2 separate regions of the Triticum aestivum genome follow, and region 1 is linked to region 2. A link is a contact called in public Hi-C data. All regions are on one chromosome and are shown on one strand. The core of a region is the stretch at or near the end of the contact, and the rest is flanking DNA. Distances in the headings are between cores, read along the strand shown. Region 1 has its middle 90 kb from the start of LOC123052508. Region 2 holds the start of LOC123052505.

Region 1 (4,924 bases), core at 1,264-3,763, 170 kb after region 2:
TCACCAAGATGCATGACTGACACTGCTCTGCAGTATGTCCACACGCTGACGGTTGCTGAAACTTTCACGGGCGAGGACATAATGACAGGGAAAATATCTGGCACTCCCACACCTAGGGTGCTCCCGGTGCTCCAAAACTCTGTAGCACATTTCTAAATATTCAAAAAAATCTGAAAAAAAATCCAGCACATTGACGCAACATCAAAGTATGTTGTCAAAAAATTTGAAATCAAAATTCAAAACATAGCTTGAGAAACATAAATGACAAATTCCACAGTAAATAGTACACAACTTAAGTTGGGCTTTAGATTAGGCCCATTACCACATTGATGTCTATTTTGTCATTTTTTGTATCTCAAGCAATGTTTTGAATTTTGATTTGATTTTTCTTAACAACATACATTGATGTTGTGTCAATGTGCTGGATTTTTTCATAATTTTAACACTTTAAAATGTGCTACCGAGTTTGGAGCACCGGGAACACCCTAGGGATGGGAGTACTAGATATTTCCCCCATCATGACACTACAGTGGCCAGGTGGTTCATTTTGTAGTAGAAAGAAAGAGTGTTACAGGAATAAGAAGGAAAAAGAATTAAAGTAGCCAAATGATCCATTGTGTTGGAGAAGAAAAGAATGTTCCAGAAAATAAAGCGAAAAAATAAAGGAAGAGTATCCTATAAAAAAGTAGGATCGAGAACTAAAACTAGCACAGAAGGAGGAAGGAAAATATGAGACGTCATTGACGAACACACTGATATTGACGTGGTGTTTGTTGGCGCCAACGAAGATTGACGAAGAGGCTAGGAATAAAAGATGTAGGGAAGGAAGAGGAAGAGGAAGAGGAAGAGAAGAACGATAAGTACTTCTAGCAGTGAATGTTGCGTGGGCTAGAGGTGAAGCTTATTGGAGACGAGGAATATGTTCAAGTTGCCACTCGCTTTACAAGTCAGTCTTAATTTGCAAAGTTGAATGGACCTTTGAGAATTAGCTCTATAGTTATTTGTTGTTTTGTGTTAATAGTATATGTTAGCTCTACCCGCTCTATTATATTGTAAATATAAAAAGTTTCATACATGTTGAAACGCACGCGGAGGTGAGGTGAACATCATCTGGTTCTAAAGTGAGGGCTCAAGTGAGAAATGTCCCAGTATGACGAAAAATCGAGTAGGAAATGGAGGGTCTGATAGGAAAAAAGGGAAGGGTGTGCCGTGGAGTGGGGTTTTTGCTGTTGGGTCTGTGTGTTGGAGATAACATGGAGAAATAGTCCAGACATCCATATTTCTCCCCCATATATGATATGGATTTGGGGAGCCTGGACTATCCAGACGTTTAAATTCTGGGGAGCCTACTGGGCACTTGTCTAATATTGAAACACGCCCGAGCGTATGAGGGAGAAATGAGCTTCGACCTTGAAGATAACCCTAATTATTTATTTAATTTATTTATATATGCATCATAGCCCGTAGCAACACACGTGCATTCTACTAGTTTAGAAAATAAGCAACTGAAATAGATGTGCTTTTCATGAAACAAGACACTGAAAAGAAAAATATAGCTTCTGCATTATGAAATAGCAACCACAGAAAGTGAATTATAATGTATCATTTATGAAACTGATTATTCTAAAATTTGAAACCATTTATTTCAAAATAGTGAGATAGTTTATGTGAGAAATGTGCAGTTGAAATATATGTTTTTTGTGAAACACTCTTTGTAAAGTGAAATCTAGGTTTTGAACTGTGAACTTGTAACTACAAAAGGTGAAATTATAATTTATCATTGTGAAGCAAATTATTTGAAAATCTGAAACAATTTATTACAAAAGAGTGAAACAGGTTATTTGAGAAATGTACAATTGAAATAGGTGTTATTTTTTCAAAAGAAGCCGGTGAAAAGTGAAATGTTGGTTCTGAATTGTGAAATAGTAAGCAGAGAAAGTGAAATACACTGTTCACATTTTCGAATAATTAGTTTCACAATGATACATTATAATTTCACTTTCGGTGGTTGCTATTTCGCAATTCTGAAATATGTTATTGGCTTGTTTCACATTTTCTGAAATGAAATGTGTTAGTCCACATACCAAATGTGAAATGTTGAAATTTAAATGTGTTTGAAATGTATCGAAGATCGGTCTAGTTTTAAAGGTCTTAGCATTAAGAATTTAAATATATAAATTATTTCAAATACGAACTTATGGTTCAAAAGATATTAGTATTTTTAATTTGCTACTATGAAATAAAGTCTATGGATTTGTTTGCAAGGGAGAGAGAAGAGACTGATGCATACGCCTCCTTGTCTCACAAAAGGTAGTACTCCAGGCCCGCTAGACTGACAAAAGTAGTACTCTGGTGGTGGACCAGCTACTGAAATACTAATATTTCATAAACAGTGAAAATCTTTTATACAACATAAGAGTTAATATATGATATGAGGTGTCACCAATTGATAGGCTAGCGGGTTGCCGGTACCAACTGGAACCGCACAATTTTCCGTTAGCGAGTCATTGGTGGTTCTGAAATCGTGGGACCACCTATAAATGCTCACGGGGCCCAGCCACTCAGCCAGCTTCGGTGGCAGCTATCGGCCGTGTCGACCCGACGACAGCAATGGCAGACGCAACATGGCGCAGGGAAAGAATCGAAGCGACAGGAAGGTATTCCTGGGCGTTTGAGATGTGTTTGACAGGTTCGCCTGTAGATGATCTAAGGCAAATTTATATCAAACTTGACTGACTTTGTCCTCATCATGCGGATACATGCATCGGTATGTTTGTAACAGGCCGCTTTATCCTGCACTGTTTTTTTTTCATGATAATACATGTCTCATTCATATCATGAAAAATAAAGTACAAGTCACGTAAAGACCAACATGACAAAACTGAAAAGATAGCAGAGCATTGCTGAACTTAACACCAACTTATGTCACCTGCCTCCGGCACCAACACAGCAGCCACGAAAGGAAAAAAATGACGGATCACCTCCTCACCCGAATTCGACGTAGCTCCATCACTATTAAGCAGTTTTGCGTAGCTCCAAGGTGGCTCACCAAAAGTAAAGCCATTAGCGTTGAACAAATCGTTTTTTCCTGCACTGTTCCTTTGCTCAAGAGGTATGGTTCTTGCTATCTTTTTAAAAAAAATACTATGAACAAGCATGCGTATCATATTACAACCGGGGTTAATGTTTAGATAGCACAACTCTGATCTATTTATATCCTATGAACGCGCACCAAAAATAATACTTTGAAGACGAAATCTAACCATAAAAAAGGTATACCCGTGGTTCAAAACTGTGACCTTGTGGTAATGTTGTGAAATAACAACCAGACTACCACGACACATGATATCCTCACAAGGACTAAACATATTATGTTGTTATTTCTTTTCTTCTATGTAAAAAAATAACTTATATTCTGGTGTTTCTGACATTTAAAAATGTTTATGTGTTACAAGGAAAAGTACGTGTCATTTTTTTAAAAGTAAACATTGTAGTAAAAATATTTATGTAACTAAAAAAATGTACACGCATTTTGAAAAAGTACATGACATTTAAACAAATGTCTAATTTAAAAAATTGATTGAAAAAATGTACATTGCGTTTTAAAAATGTTTCTGACATTTTTTTAGTATTGAGGGAGATTTAGGGAATATGCTAGAATGGGATCTTGCCGTCTGTTTTAGTCAATTATCTAAAATAAATCGGGCTGCTCTCTATTTGTTATAATACCCGGGTTTTTTAAGGCGGTGAGATTTAGCAACTTTGCTAGAAATGCTTCAGTTTGGTTTATAAATGTATAAATCTTCTTACTGCACAAACCAAAGTATTCTGATGTCCAAACACTACTACTCCCTCCATCCGGAATTACTTGTCGCTCAAACAGATATATCTAGCACTATCCGAAATTAGTGCTAGATATATTTGTTTGAGCGAGATGTAATTCCGGACGAAGGGAGTATGATGCTAGCAGTGAGATTTGAGACTTAAGGTAAGAACTAGGAGTAACATGCAATAACATTTGGCTAAAGTTGCTTTCGTCCGTACGAAACATGATCATTCATTCATAGAAAAAAATACAACCAAATGTTGATTATCCAAAGAATTCCATGGGTCTTGCAGCAAGGTTAGGTAAATCTTGAATAAGTTAGCCAAATGTCAGAAATTTTTTTAACAGCGATTGAGCAATTTTAGTAGGAATAAGTTAGCCTTTAATCCATTAAAGGAATTAATAAACATTGATTGCTATGAAGTTAAAAAAATCTAGTAGGAATAAATTGAATGTACTTTCGGTTCCAAACTCTAGATACAATGGGTGTTGCAAGTTCACAAAAAAAATTCATATGTATGATGCATCATGTGCTAGTACACAATAGGGTTTTAGTTTTCCTTTATTCTTTTATTGCTGACCTGAGCGAGCATTTGTTAAAGATTTGTTTATCAAAGTTCTCTTAACAATTGATTCATGTTCCTATGGTCAGTGACTTGTGCTAATTGCGGGGAGGTTGAGGGTTCAAATCCCCCAGGAGTATTTTTTTTTTCTACTAGTAAAAGGTCCGTGCGTTGTAACGGGAGAAAAAAAATCATAATCTTTAATGGCCATGACCGCATTTTGCTGTATCACCGAGATACACTATGACTCTCATTTTTTGAAACCGTGAACAACTTTTGAAAATCATGAACTTTTTTTAAACTCGTGAACATATATGAAATCGTGTACATTTTTAAAATTGTGAACCTTTTTACAGTTTTTCGAACATTTGCTAAACTCATGAACATTTTATACTATTTGCAAACATATTTTAATTTTTTTCATCATTAAAACATTTTTCTTGAATAGGCGAACATTTTTAGAATCGATGAACATTTTTTTCAAATTGGTGGAACAATTTTTGAAATTCACGAACCTTTTTTAGATTTAATGAAA
Region 2 (4,585 bases), core at 1,077-3,576:
ATCTATCCATTTTACCAGAAATGCTACTTCGCTCAATTCGATCCTGTGGAACTCGCGGATGATGCTCTCCAATGCATCGGGCTCTCCTCCAATTTTGATGATAGCCAAACCGAAGTCGTGGAACCTCTCTGCAAGCATAAAGAAATCAGAAAATCAAAGAGTTTTTCACTTGTTTCCATTAGAAAACTATGCAACCAAATCACACACTACTACAACACTATCAGCAACATGTCTATTTTACTGCACATATACTATATTGATCACTGTTTTGCAGATCGAATTAACAGTAAAAATCCCGGCCACCACTTCTGCTGGACTTTATCACGCCCTCTGTTTGATCTACGACCGGCGGAATCGGATGGCCGATGCGCCATCTCCGACCCTGACCTAGCCGCTGCTGTTGGATCCGCGAGGGGGGGGGGTACCGGTGCTGGTCCTGAGTGTCAGCGGCGAGGACGCCGCCGTCGTAGCAGACGCCCATGATGGTGATGCCCATCCGGTGCTCCCCGTCGGTGCGTGCGTCGGTGGAGGAGGAGCCCATGAGCGAGGCGGCGTCCATGGCGGAAATCTAATACAATTACAACAAAACCAATAGTGAAATGATGCAAAAGGATTTACCTGAGTACAGGGACTACCACAGGTAAAGAGAAACCATTCTCTGACAAAACACAAAACTGATGGGAAATAAAAATCAAATCAAGCAGAACTGGGGACAATACTAACTGCAAATGGAATACATTCGGTGCTTCAACATATTTCCTGGTAAAGAATTTAAAGAAAGAAATTTATTACAAATACCATCGATATGTCAATCAAATGCTGAAAAAATAGTATTATGTAATACAAAAGTATTAGAAGTGATGGAAGATGGATTCAAAACACCAATGACATGCACTCGTATTTTTAAGTCTTCATACTATAGAGTTATCTACCTGCAAGTTATATGCGCATAAATAATCACAACAGTTAGATAGCACCTACACATGGGATTAGATATTTAATTCACATAATCAGTTCTTCTGCTTCCATAAATTCAGAATTGCATAAAAAAGTATGTGTCTATCGAGTATAGATAATGATTTGAATTGTTGACGCATGGCCAATGGAGCCGTCCACTTGCCAAGTGCTTTTCTAGCATGGACGACGTGCACATGGTGCAAAGCTGGCTGAACGAGTTGATAGATCAGATCCCGGCAAGACTCGCACATGCTTAATGTTGGTTGCTTGCCCTTGCCTTGATTGATTCACACACTGGCAAGGTTGCACACATAGAGGAAGACTCGATGGATTCTTGCCGGCTAGAAACAAACACAAGCAAGCACGCAGGTGATGCCGATTTCTTTGCAACGAATGCGTGTCGCTTGAAGCAGCGGTGGGAAAACAATATGTATATAGTGATTTTACCTCATAAATTGTTTGGTGGCTCCACTCCATAAGTATGAAATTCGTGATGTTGGCAACCTGAAACTAAAAGAGAAATAATGATCTCCTTCATAAATATCAACAAAAGGAGAATGGGTTATTTGGGCGACCAATCAAAATCCCTGAAAGTTCAATACATCAGTTTGCAGCAAGTGTGTACCTGCAAAGCAATTCTTTCTCTGAGTCGTATGTGAAGCAGCTAGCACACACACACATCTTCCCATCCCATCCGCAGCATCATCCCTACCTGCACCCTCAAATCACTGAATGAGTTCCCAACTTGCATCCATAGCCAAAAGCCAGTGCAGCAATCACTCTGCCATGTAAACACAGGAAACAAACATCATAGATAGACCGAGTAGCACCGGCCTCCATCGCCTGTAGTGAGAAGCTCCGACGGCGAGCTGCTGGACGACGATCTGGCACCCACCTTCTGTCGGGCTGCTGCTACTCCGCCGCCATAGAGGCTCTACGGCGACTACCCCGGACAGATCTGGCCATAGCGACCACCGGAGTGGCAAGGCCTGGCCCTCTCTCCACCAGATCGGGTCGGGGAGGGGGAGCTCCTGGCCTTGGACGAAGGGAGGAGGGAGGCCGAGACCTACATAGGCCAGGCGCGTGGGCGCCGCCCTGCTGTACATGGCTGCTTGGGGAGGGGGTGGTGGCGGCCGCCTGGGGAGGGAGGTCGTGGTGGCCAGCTCCTCTCGAACCTCGGCGGCGGCGGCTCCTCTCCGATCTCGGCGGCGGCGTAGGGCTCCACTATGGCGGCTGGGGCATGGTTCTCGTCCTCGTAGCGAGACGATCGAGGGCAGCCTGGATCGTCAGATATTTTTTTTCGCGAGGAGGCCTCGCTCCCGGTTCGTGCGAGGGGGCCTCGATCTTTTTTCGTTGGTTTCTTTTCGCAGGTCGAGGGAGGACGAAAATAAACCAGTGGAGGTTGGGCGTCTGCGGGACTCGATCGCGGGGTTTTCATTGGTTTTTTGCGACTGAGCGGGAGGTGGGAGCAAGTACCAAAGAAGTACCAAAAAAGACCGTATTAGGTGGGACGAAAATAAAACCCGAAACGCAGACTACCAACTGAGACATTAGGAGTAGAGATAAGTAGACGCGCCCGCGTGCCAGGGCTACAGCCTACAGGTCATAAGCCGATGCCTCGCACTCCACATTGGCTTGGTGACCCTTCCAATTTTTGCTTGGAAAATTTTAACAATTCCCATGTGAGGTTTCACCAAACCGTAGGCACCCCTCAAAAAAAGAAAAAAAGAAAACCTTGGGCAGCACTCAGAAAAAGAAAACCAAACCTTAGGCAAATTTTTAAAGAGAATCCTTGGGCATGTTTTTCGCAATCTTACAAAGACGAAGTTATTTGGCTCTGCAATTGCAGGACCAAACTCATCGATCTTCAGCCAAAAATAGCAACAAGACTTGAAGTTAACTTTCTAGAAAGAAGAAAAAGATGATATTACTATCACGAGGGATATAATGGATTTCTATTTTATTGGAAGTTCAAGTTCACCTTTTGGACCACGAATTTCATATGGAGACTCAACATAAGCCTTATAACAGGATAGTGATCCACAAGATGAAATGATAGCGTATCTTAAAATGTTGCCGTAACCCGACAAATAGACAACCCCAACAATATAATTACACTGGCGTATTATGCCATCGCTCAGTAAAATTTCTACCACCAGGGTGTCGAGTAGATTATACATATGATGTAGGGTCTTTCCCTACATCAAAATAGGTTATTTTGGCAAGAATGGTGTACATAATGAATACATCATCAGTCTCGGACTTATCTCGGCTCAAGTTCAGTAATCGAAACTTCGTTCGGTGACATAGGTGATCTGCTGGTAGAATGCGAAACTCCTGGATATGGATCCGTGTGCATGCCTGAGTAGTCCATGCCACTCTTTTGGATGCAAAATGCTGGCCTTGATGGAGCTTGGAGAGACACAGTGCTGCTGCTTAGCATGACAGTCACAACCGACATCATCGGTCTATCAGCGGGGTCTTCTTGAACACACAGAAGTCCGATGTGCATGCACTTGAGCATCTGGTCTCCAGGAGAATGGCTTGTCATAGACGAATCCATGATCTCTACAATTGTTCCCATCGTCCAGTGCTCCCACACCTGCATTCGGTAGATGGATTATCACAAATTGCTCTTATTGTTATTACAAATTGTAGCTTTTCGTAGAAGCCGAAGTTTATAACAGTCAAAAACTCAAAGTACTCACCAAACTTAAGAGATCCACAGCTTGCTCGGAGTCATATGCGACGCTGTTTCTTTTTCCAGTGACGATTTCTAAAATCAAGACGCCGAAGCTGAACACGTCTGACTTGATAGAGTAATTCCCACGCATAGCATACTCAGGGGCCATGTATCCGCTGAAATAACAACATCACGTTACGGACTCATGCGCTCTGAAATATCTTATAAGAGCAATGTCACCAGCACTTACTAGGTTCCGACGACACGGTTGGTGACATCATGGGATTGGTCACTGCCAAATAGCCTTGCTAAGCCAAAATCTGAAATTTTCGGATTAAATTCAGAGTCTAAAAGAACATTGCTCGCTTTGAGGTCCCGGTGAATTATCTTCAGCTGAGAATCTTCATGAAGGTACTGTAAGCCTCGAGCAATCCCATTGACTATCCTAAATCTCGTCCCCCAATCAAGCTGACTGCTCCTATCAGGATCTATCACACAGGAGAAAAAACATCAGAACAGTACACAATATATTTTACAGTAGTTGTTTGTTTCACTGTTGCAAAATGTTTTGGTGAGTTACCCTACCAAAAAGAATGGTGTCAAGGCTTTTGTTGGGCATGTATTCATACGCAAGTAACTTTTCTTGTTCCTCCAAGCAAACACCAAGAAGTCTCACTAAATTCTTGTGTTGAAGCTTAGCAACCAAAACAAGCTCATTTTTGAGCTCCTCTATCCCTTGGCGAGAGCTTTGTGAGAGCCTTTTAACTGCTATTTCTTCATTGTCAGGAAGGATTCCCTGTACAAATGGAGATATTTATTTACTAAAAGTGCAATATGCAGAATAAAAAGCCTTTGTGAAATGATATGATTAGCACCTTATAAACCACACCAAACCCTCCTTCACCAAGTTTATTCCTTTCATCAAAGTTATCCGTTGCGGCTCGT

Evidence for each region. Hi-C and Micro-C count contacts between places; a contact is called where the count stands out from the background.
Region 1: a Hi-C map of leaf shows a contact between it and region 2, with 5 times the contacts expected there. The contact joins the enhancer-like site here to the promoter of LOC123052505 in region 2. A contact is called at or near these places in 3 of 5 Hi-C or Micro-C datasets (leaf and an unstated tissue).

What each region holds. Positions count from the first base shown.
Region 1 is chr2D:192,059,753-192,064,676 of IWGSC CS RefSeq v2.1, forward strand. No RefSeq gene overlaps it. Among protein-coding and RNA genes, the nearest start is that of LOC123052508, 90 kb to the right of the region's middle. Within about 2 kb of position 2,514, at least 5 of the 8 cell types and tissues checked have an H3K27ac peak or open chromatin away from gene starts, as enhancers often do. A contact at or near this core is called in leaf, where this site is marked.
Region 2 is chr2D:191,894,535-191,899,119 of IWGSC CS RefSeq v2.1, forward strand. It overlaps LOC123052505, which reads right to left and starts at 2,327. Exons shown (of 6, transcript XM_044475704.1): 1 at 1,853-2,327; 2 at 1,583-1,738; 3 at 1,405-1,467; 4 at 724-759; 5 at 426-568; 6 at 1-128. The coding sequence starts at 1,638. It overlaps LOC123052504 (cysteine-rich receptor-like protein kinase 6), which reads right to left. Exons shown (of 7, transcript XM_044475701.1): 3 at 4,516-4,585; 4 at 4,226-4,436; 5 at 3,891-4,128; 6 at 3,666-3,816; 7 at 2,994-3,559. The coding sequence ends at 3,221.